Regions from separate parts of the Mus musculus genome. Here region 1 is linked to region 2. A link is a contact called in public Hi-C data. All regions are on one chromosome and are shown on one strand. Each heading gives the region's core, a stretch centred on a gene start, on an enhancer-like site or on the middle of the called end of the contact. The rest is flanking DNA. Distances are from core to core; before and after follow the strand shown.

What was found. A called contact is a pair of places that touch in the nucleus more often than the background predicts.
Region 1: a contact with region 2 is called in a Hi-C map of the N1E-115 cell line, with 2.3 times the contacts expected there. The contact joins two enhancer-like sites. A contact is called at or near these places in 6 of 484 Hi-C or Micro-C datasets (the N1E-115 cell line, cerebellar granule neurons, embryonic fibroblasts and 2 more) and 2 of 115 datasets of contacts at active chromatin or transcription factors (embryonic fibroblasts and heart atrium).

Annotation. Positions count from the first base shown.
Region 1 is chr16:57,424,733-57,429,636 of GRCm38.p6, reverse strand. All of the region lies in intron 1 of Cmss1 (cms small ribosomal subunit 1), which reads left to right. All of the region lies in intron 1 of Filip1l (filamin A interacting protein 1-like), which reads right to left. It also overlaps the pseudogene Gm20956. Among named protein-coding and RNA genes, the nearest start is that of Filip1l, 74 kb to the right of the region's middle. Within about 2 kb of position 1,941, at least 60 of the 459 cell types and tissues checked have an H3K27ac peak or open chromatin away from gene starts, as enhancers often do. A contact at or near this core is called in the N1E-115 cell line, where this site is marked.
Region 2 is chr16:57,311,639-57,316,971 of GRCm38.p6, reverse strand. It overlaps Cmss1 (cms small ribosomal subunit 1), which reads left to right. Exons shown (of 10, transcript NM_025599.3): 4 at 681-810; 5 at 4,255-4,314. Among named protein-coding and RNA genes, the nearest start is that of 4921517D16Rik, 17 kb to the left of the region's middle. Within about 2 kb of position 2,576, at least 7 of the 459 cell types and tissues checked have an H3K27ac peak or open chromatin away from gene starts, as enhancers often do. A contact at or near this core is called in the N1E-115 cell line, where this site is marked.

The DNA of each region.
Region 1 (4,904 bases), core at 692-3,191, 110 kb before region 2:
GTGAAGCCAAGAGGAAGGGAGGACAGTGTAGCACAGGCATTTGCTTCGCTTCCATGGGAAGGCCTTTTAGGGCAGCATCACCAAACCTTTTCTGTGAACAGTCAGTCAGAATATCTTACAGTCTGTGCTAGCCCTACATCAATGAGTCCCTCACCAAACTCCACTGACATAATCTGAATCAACGTGCCTGGCTATGCCTTCATAAAACTTTGTTAGCACAAAAAGTTAGCCCCGTTCTTCATGAGTCTTCCAAATGTTCAACTTATTCCAAAATGTAAAAGCCATTCTTACTGTTGACTCTACAGGTTGGGGGCTGATTTGACCTACTGACCATTGCTTGCTAACCCTGCCCCAGGAAGCTAAATAGTGAAAAGTATGGGGACCTGAAGATGTTGACTCATGGGGACGGGGGAGGGGTGGCATCCATGGTAACTGAAGCACAGGTGCCTTGAGTGTGGTGGGGAAAGTCCTGGTGGGTCCGCAGATGCCAGGAGAAGACGGTGCCCTGCTCCCTGGTTCTATTTTAAGTAATGTCGGTTAGTGCTCTGTCGAATTCCAGGCTGGTTGCTTTGATTTACTCTCTTAAGATTTATGAAAAGCAGGTTTTATCTGCCCTTAGAGAAGAAAAGCAGAAGGGAGAAGAGGACATATGACTTACAGCTTGCCAGACGGTCTGCAGAGCCAGCAGCGGGTTTTACTAGGAATGGCAGCTGATGGTATGCATTATCAGGGGATCATCAGGAAGGCTGGTGGAGGCGAGGAGGAGCCTGCTAGCCAGATTCCCCCTTTAGTAAAATCATCTTGAAGCTATTGTAGAGCTTCTACAGAAAATGTCTCCTACCATACTGATAGAACACCCCAAAACATTCCTATTTTTTGATATAAAGTCTATCGCAATAAACTTTGTTATAAATAACCTGTAAATTCAAAAACATAAAGAAGATTACTAAAAATAGTATTGATTATTTACAGGCAGCTAGATGCAGTTTTTCTTGTTCTGTTTGTTAACTTTACATATAATTACATAGATGGTAGAGGAGGGTAGCTACTTGTAACAGGAACTTTAGTGGGTGTGGGTGTGGCACTAATGACAGTTTAGGAGGGGTGGTTGTAGTAGTAGTAGTTGTTGTTGTTGTTGTTGTTTAGTATTTACCATCCGCTACTACATAACATTCATTATCTTATTTTCCCACCCTCTGCAATGATCTTGCTAGGTAAGTCTGACTCTCCTATAGAAAATAAAACTAAGGGCCTGGAGAGATGGATTAACCATTAACAGAGCTGGCTGCTCTTCCAGAGGTCCTGAGTTCAATTCCCAGCAACCACATGGTGGCTCCCAGCCATCTATAATGATATCTAATGTCCTCTACTGACATGTAGTGTACATGCAGAGTGAGTATCATGTACACAAAATAAGTAAAACCTTACAAAAATAAAATAAACCTGAGGTCCTGTCACACAACCACAGGAGATTAGGCTCACATACAAATCCACATCCACCTACCTGAAAATTCACCCCTTCCACTGAAGCATTGCTGGCCGTGCGTGAGACAGCTGTCTCCCTGTGTCCTAGTCCCTCTTCCCACAAAAGGGTAATTGGAAAAGCTAGCCTCGGTTATGTTACTGGACAGCATTGTTTTATAGACATGAATTTTATTCAGTATCATGGTTAGATAGTAGTAGAATGGTTTCAGCTGTTAAAACTTTGGAGAAAATCAAACCAATTGTGCCTTTAACATTTGTGGTTTGTGTGTCCATTCGCTGCTCCCAGTTTCATAGCAGCCTGCAGCCTTGAACTATTCACTGTCTGAACTTGCCCTCAAAGAATTCGCCCTCCCATTTTTTTCCCCTATCAAATGGCAGCCAATGAAAAACCCACAGGCTTGGCAACTGCTAGCCTGGAAAGCGTCCACTGAAACCCTCAGTTCCAGATCCCCTTTGAAAATCAGTTCTTAGAGTCTGCTGTTATCTTCTTGAAGCTGGTGACTAATGCTTGCAACATTGTAAAACCCTGCAGCCAACGCTGTCTGCAAGTCTTGGATTCTTAACTCTGACTCTGGACACTTACTGCCCAATAACTTCTCTGCACTCCACTCTTCCCCAGTAACCCAGAAAGCAGGTGTGAAGATGGGAGCTGGTTAGATTGCAGAGAACTGGAGAGCTTGGTACATTTCATAAACTGCCTCTGAGAGGCCAGAGTTAAAGTCAGGCACAGAGCTGCCGTATGACAAAGAGGCAACTCAGCCCCATTCCTGCTCCCCTAATGCTGTTATTTCATGAATTACTTTATAAGATGTGCCTCTCTCAAGAAATAATTATATTTTCTTCCAAATGAGATGTGGCAGTATGGAGGAAAATGGCTGTTTTGCGTATGACTGAATGGTACCAAAGTCCAGGGTTTTTTGCCAGCTATTTCATATGTAAAGCATGTTAGTTCATCCATGTTTCTTTGAAAGCACAACCTGACTCACAGCGTGAACATGGAGAAGCGCCGTTGCCATTAGCTGCCCACTTACATTAATGAGCCGTTATTGGAATTTGTGGACATGGCCCCCATGCAGAGATAATTTCCTGATAGGAATCAGAGCACTGATTTTTCTAGATAATCCCAAAAATATATCCAATAACAACTCAGGGGAAGTGGAGGGGGAGTGAGAACGCTGCAGGCAGGAGACGGGGATGGGCTAACGCACGGCTTTCTGTGTGGAGAGAATGTGTTCGCAGGGCAGATGTAGGGGATCATCGGCTCCTTCTTTCTTTACAGCGTGCAGCCTGCTTGATGGTGGCATTCTTACTGTGCTCGGATGTCATGGAAAGAATCCACTACATCTTCCCACTGATTTAAACAAGCAGTGCACCCTCTGAGTTGACTTTGGGCCAGAGGCCACCATGAGGTGAATAACCCCCAAGATTCTGAATAATAGACGGGTTATGCATGGCCTCAGCTCCCGTCTGGACTGACCTACCTCTTCTGCTCAGTTACGCACATTTCCTTATCAGGAAAACTGAGCAGACACACACACACACACATATATATATATATATATATATTCTTTTAATTTGACAGAAAATGTCTACTATTTAGGTAAGGCATCAAACTCAGATTTTTGGTACAGAAACACTCATAATTCAAATTAGGCTTTTTAAAGGTATTGCTGATGATAAAGAATGTCAGTGTTGGCTTTCACAACAGGGACAGGGGTGCAGCTCTTACAAGGCTTTCATTCGAGCAATGCATGCACACAAGTGCATTTACTTAACAGGATTTCTCCCAGAGCAGGGGGTTCAGGACTGCAGGTTTATGCTTTTCTGGTGGGACATTTTCACTGCTGGTCATTTAATATAAGGCAATGGCTTGGTTTATAAAGCAAAACCATCTTCATGGAGTCATCCAAGAACTGGTGGGTGCTCCCCAGAGGGTCCAAAGGTTGATATTGGACTTTATTTGTATAGGTTGACTGATATCTCATTAGTATATTTGTATAGGTTGACTGATATCTCAGATCCATATTTATTTATGTTTTCTAAGGTGATCAGACCAGTCTCGCTTATAATAAAATCTGCAGATATTTTCAAGTTCCTTAGACCAAAAGCATTAAAACAATGAACCCCAGAAGGCTGTGGGTGTCCCTTGCTTCCTTTCAATCTTCCAAATTGACAGGTAATGGCTTCTTGCAGGCTACCCATGGAGCCTCACATCCCTAAGGCCCTGGGCTCTGCCCAGGTGTTCAAACAGGGAGCAAGATAATTTTCAGCATCAGAAAAGGCGGGGTGTAGAGATATATATGTTTGTAAAGAGCGTGCCTGAAGCATTCATCCAACATATGGTCCAAATGGAATGAATAAAATGTTCATCAATCACCTGGAGAGGTTGTTCATGACAAAAGATGCAGTAGCTATTTCAAGAGCAGTCGACACACACAGCATCCTGCTGCAAAAATGGTTACAGTGGCCTCTTAGGGGGAAAGGGTTTAACAGCACAGCTTTTGTAGTGGTGTGTGCTGGAGCGCTCTCTGCTGCGGTTATCTGAAGACCATTGTGAGAATGACCTATTGGTTTTAGATGCTATGGGGGCTTCTAAAATAGCATACTGGAAACCCCAGGAGATTCCTAATGGGTCCTTTGCTCTTCTGCAAAAACCCTTTGAGGTGCTGATGAAGTCACACCTCTGCTCCTGTGTCATCCTAATGTTAGTAACCCTTCCCGTTAGAGTATGTGTATCTGGTTTTCCTAATTTCAGCAGTTCCTGTGTTGTCACCATGATGAAACATGACTAATGCATCCAGCTCTGTCTGTCTATCACCGTGTCACGGCCACCTTTATAATGTCAGGCCTTCTTTATCCCACACTGGATTCTTTGGACGCAGGTCTCAGACTCGGAATTCCTATGGGTTGTCTGTTGTGAAATTTGAAGTTTGTTAGGCTCTGCGAATGAATAAGGAGACAGATGTGGGATATGTTCCTGTTCTCTGGGATCTCGTCAGAGCTGTCTGCAGTAATTAATTACATTTAGCAGTCAATGCAGTAACATGTCTGTAGTAACACAGAACCAAAACCTAAGACTTGCGTAATTTTATGCCTGCACACACCACAAACCTAACTTAAATTTTTTTGTAGAATAGTCCTTGAATCTGATTTTGTGACAGCATGTTAAAACAGGAGACATTTCCTAGGTCTGTCTGTTAAGAGGAGCCTGCTACCTTAAAAACATGATCCTGTACAGCCTCAAAAGCCTGTACAGTTCCTCAGTGTCACTCCCTATACAGGGGTCTAGGGCTTGTTGCAGAGATAGCTGACTCCATGGATAATGACGAAAAAGCACATGAGCTTGGGACACTTTCCATGCCAGGATGTTAGGAAGTTTCCTGGGAAATGGTTTGGGAATAAAGAACCTGCCAGTGACC
Region 2 (5,333 bases), core at 1,327-3,826:
AATGAGAACATTGGGGCAGAGGGGTGGAGAGGAATGTCTCTTTCTGGGTCTTTGGAGAAACATTAAAAGGAAATAAGGAAGTTTATGATAAACATGGATAATCCTGCTTCCCTGTATTGCATGCATGTAATAAGTTCTATACAAAGAAGTCCATATCAAAAGAGATGTGACATCTGTTTTCTTGTGTCTCTGTGAGGCCTTCGGCTTGTCTCCGAGACCAGAAGAGTCAGTGGTCATGTCCACTTTGCAGTTGGCACCCATGCTCAGCTTAATCTGCAGAAGTCCAGCCTGGGGCTCGCCATCTAAACAGGGTGCACCGGAAGTTCTCCAAATCCCATTCTTTCAAGAGTGTACAGATCGTATAGGAGTTAAAAAGAAGTTTCCATAGAACAAGACTTCTAAGACTTTTAACAGAAAACATTTTGTGCTGAGTGGAAAATTTTCACGTCTAAAAGATGCAAACCAGACATTACAGGGAGCCCGCTAGAGCATCTCTTCATTTTTCAAGCACTCACTATGTCATGAGGCTTCCCATGAGGGATTGTTTAAAACTCAAGTTCTTTCTCAGCTATCACTAAATGCTATATGCCATTTAAATGCCAGAAAAATGAACCTCTACCATAGGCCATTATAAAGTCTGTGTTCTGCTTTCTCTCCCCCACCCCCTTCTCTTGTTTTAGAAGAAAATTTCTGATATTCTTGCAAAATCAGAGCCCAAACCAGGGACCCCTGAGGACCTTCAGAAGCTGATCAGAGACCATTACAGCAGCAGCCGTTCCGTGATAGAATTAGAAGAACTGCACCTACCAGGTACAGCCAGGCTTCTGTTTTCCTAAGGAACAAACTGGGTTCAGGTTTTGACTGTTTTGTAGTTAGGTGCTCCACGTTGAAAATGTATCCCTTTTCCACGCACACACTCTTAATCCTTGTTCCTCCATCTAGACATTTTTAACTGTTAGTGATTTATATCGGACATTAAAAATGTATTTGCAGAATTGAATACCAAGATTTATGAATGTACTTTTCTTTTACTGAAAATATTAATTATTCAGTATACAATCTTATCAGATGCTTCAAGAGGTAAATGTCTCCAATGAAGATAAGATACTAAACTCACAAAAGGACATCTCACACCTTTAAAAAGTATTGGTGTAGAACTTGGTTGATTCTTCCTGTAAATAAGAACTTTAATCATGGCAAGTCTGTTAGAGCGGGTCCTGAATCCCAGAACTCCAGAGATAGTAGTATCACAAGTTTGAGTCTAGCCTGGGCTATAGAGCAAGTACTCTATCCCCCCAATTTTTAAAAAATCTTTATTAATTAAGTATTTTAGTTTTGTTGTTGTGGAGTTCCAATTGTAAAATAGTATTTGGGCTGTACCCCAGACTCTTTCAAGCCAACTAGCTAAATGGGGTGATAGAATTCTGCATTTTCACAGAAGCAGCTAGAGTTTGAGGTCTGTTGCCTTACGTAGAATGAGAAGGTGCTGCACAAGTCAAGGCACTGCTACTCTGAGCTTTTAGGTTATGATACATCCATAAGGTTCCTTCCTCAGCAAGGATAGAAGACAGATGTTAACCTGAAAGCCAGCCATAAGGAGCTTTGGCACTTGTGTGGCAGATAAGCTGTTTCCAGACTGCGGGACACAGCTAGTGCCACGTTGGGAAAAGGTCAACAGAAGCTGACTTTCCATTCCAGCTTTATGCTTTCTAGAAGCCTGAGAAGCTGAAGAACAGCCTGTTCCTGCATAGTTACAATTCTTCTGGGCTCTTTCTTAAGTGTTCTTTGGGGTTAGCAGAAGGAGTGGGCGCACACACACACGCGCACGCGTGCACACACACACACACGTTCTTTTCCAAGACAGTTGCCCTTTGGGGAACTGGAAGCATACACTTAGATATAAACAGGAGCAGGGTTCTAAAGTTTACTGAGCCCGGAGGGCTGCTCCTCTCTTGGAGGGCTGTGTCCTGGCTGTTCTAAGTGAGAGCCTGTGTGTCCCACAGGCTCTGGTCAGCCTGAAGCTGATCAACAAACCTTGAATCCTCTGCAGAATTGTTAAGAGCTGAAGGTTAAAAGATATCCTTGGGGTTCAGCTGAGCTCTGGGTTATGTTATTGTTCTAAAGCTCCATAACACAGCTGGATAAGATCATGGGCTCATGGATGCTCTGGGGAGGTGGGAGTGGGATCGGGGTGGATATGTTAGAACAGCCAGAAAGAACAGGCTTTGTTTTCAGCTAAAAGATGACTACTTGAGGCATCGTCAATTAAGGCGTATGAGAAGGTTTCAGAGAAAAGGCCCTGGTCACCACACAAAGACCAAGAACAGCCTCCAGAGGTAGGAGCCATGTTAGCTGAAGAGATAGAACACCACTCGCTGTTCAGAATCAGCTAAAGAAGGGGTCTGAATGTATTGTTCCAAATCAGTCTGTCAAGTGTCTGACTTGATTTTAATTGCCTGGTGTCTGAAGGGCAGGGACATGTCCTCTTAATTACTATTAATTGTGCTGCACACTGCTAACATCTTTCATGTGGGGACTTAATTAGGGATTTCCAGACCAAAGACTCTGGGAGCTAATTGACCTCTGCTGTCTTCTGAGAGCTGGTTTGGTTTAGCTCAGTGACCCTAAGTTGGCTAGCTGCAACCAACTCACCCAGCAACGCAAACAAGAGATTCAACCCAAGAGAGTCCGTTCCTGCTCTGCTTTGGGTAGAGCTCTCCAGATGAGTCTGATCTTGTCTCAGCTGAGAAAAATATATGTTTAAAGGCCTTCAAGGGCTCCCTGCCTCTACAGAGGCAATAACTCTGCAGATATTACATAAAATGAGTTCTATGTATTGGGTCACAATACAAATGTCAAACTTACGTTGGTAATGCTTAACTAACACTCTTATATTTACATAGAAACTTATTTCATAGAAAGAGTTAAGTTGATAACCATATTACACACACACACACACATGTGTGTGCTCAGAGTTAATATTGTTACTTATCCCATGGCTGTCACAGAGCAACCAAGGTCCTTTTTATTCTGGTGTGCTGCATTGTATTTTACAGCTAGGCTGAATCGTGTTATATTTTGTACATCATTCCCATCTTTTCAAACCGTATACTACATTGCCCTTCCCCATAAGCATTTCCTCTACATAGTCACTATGTTTTTATAAATGTATTCTTCCATGCCATGTTACATAGGATGTACATTGTTATTCTTATCTAAATTACATTCTGTTTCCTCACATCAGGCTGACTTCAGATGTGCCAGATATGACCTTGTGCACATCTCCGGCATCTGAGATGCTACACAGTACTGCAGCCCTTTTATCTGTCACAGAGCCCTCACCCAGCTTCCCACATGTAGACACCTGTACGGCCTCCCACAACTCAGGATCCTGAACATTGCCAAAATTAATCTTTTTTGTGTATCCACTTACAGCACACACCAAAAAAAATTTCCTGTCATTGTTTATCCAGAAAATAAATCAGGGGATCACAGAGTATATAATCTTAATATTATTATTTTCCAAAATAGACTTCCCACTTGACAGTTCTTCCTGCAGTTGGCAAGTGTTACCATCACCCCACATTCTCCATAACTCTGACTGTTGTACATCTTTCTAATATTAGTCATTCCTCAGATGGTTCTCTCCCCGCTGTATCAGTTTGTTCTCCTGGATAACTAATGGACCTGAGGTTCTCTCACATATCTCACCAGTTCAGCTTTCCTTTGCATATTGCCTCTTTCATAGACTTCAAATGTGATATGCTTCGTCTCTCTGTAAACGATATGCAAAGCCTTTGCTTCACTATTCTAGAGTTCAAGGTGCCTATCCCACGGATGAGCCTTGGTGATCCAGGACAGAGTGGCCCGCCCCATATATACGCAAATGACAAGGAATATGCTCAGTGGGTTACATACATATATTTGTGTACATTTGTAGTAATAATAAAAATAACAAAGAGGCTATCAGTTTGAGAGTGGGGCATGGAAGGGGCTGGAGGGAGGAAACATGGGGAAGCTGGAGGGAGAAAGAAGGGGGAGGGGAATGAGGTGATTATATTTTCAATAAAAATGTACAAATAGAAATAACATATGAGAAAAACAAAGTCTGTTGTTGCTACTGCTGCTCTTTTAAATAACACTTTAAACAATGAGCCTCAGGTCGCTCGCACTTTGTAATCTGGGTAAGAAGATACCATTCACATTTAATGTGCTTACAAAGCTCTCAGCAAAGCATGTTTCTCATATTTCTAGACTCCTGCTTCCTCAAGGCCAATGATTTGACTCACAGTCTCTCTTCATACCTAAAAGAAAGTAAGTAAAGCCTGATTTAAAAAAACAATTACTAAGCGGGTGATTATTCTAAAACAGGAAAGAGTTGAAGTCAGGTGCAAGAAGATCAACACTTGTTCAAGGCTACAGAGGGAAACTCAGAAGCCCAAACTAAGTAAATAGGTTCGTCTCCCTAAATTAAAACAACAAAAAACTGTACCTCATTTAAAAGTTTCTAGCTTAAGTAGATATGGATTTAGTGCTATTGTCTTCCTTTCCTGGGTCATGCTCTGTAGCCCAGGATAGCCTCAAATTCATGATTCCCCTGCCTCGGCTTCTCATGTGCTGAGAACATAAGCCACACTATCATGCACATTATCTGATGTACAGTTTTACTGTTGGAGTATATTCCTGTTTTGCTCTGGTTTGGGGCCCCATCTGGGGTTTATAATATACTAGATTAGTCTAGGGGCCCAGACAGTGGCATCCTAACCTAGTGCCTCCTCTGAACAGTCCTTGAACTTGACCTTGTTATTGGAATGATCAGGAAATTGAACCTTGTGGTCTGTAGGAGCTGTGAGAACTTCAGGTTCTGTGTATACGTTCAGAATCCACACCTAGCTGTTACAGCCAATCTGATTTGATAGTTTAGCTTGTATTGTGTACCAATAGAAAAAAACTAAATTATTCATATCACAATATCATTTCCTTGTTTCTAGCAATGCAGTGACTGATGTAGAGAGATTGACTGTCTTCTCTCAGCCTTTCAGTGGTATCATGACACCCAGTTCAGCTCATTAATCATTTCTCAGAACTTAACTTCACAAATAAAAACCTAAATTATAATAGGAATAATATCCTGGCATAAAAACTTAAAAATATTAAAAATATTAAGCCTATTTAATAAACATAATAACTAAATATTGAATTTGAGGTATTATTTATTCTCTGCCCTATTTTAGGTCATGCTGGATATCTCTTTAAAATTTAGCATAGGTTGGGTTTGGTGGTTTGTGCCTCTAATCCCAGGCAGGTGGATTTCTGAGTTCCAAGCCAGCTAC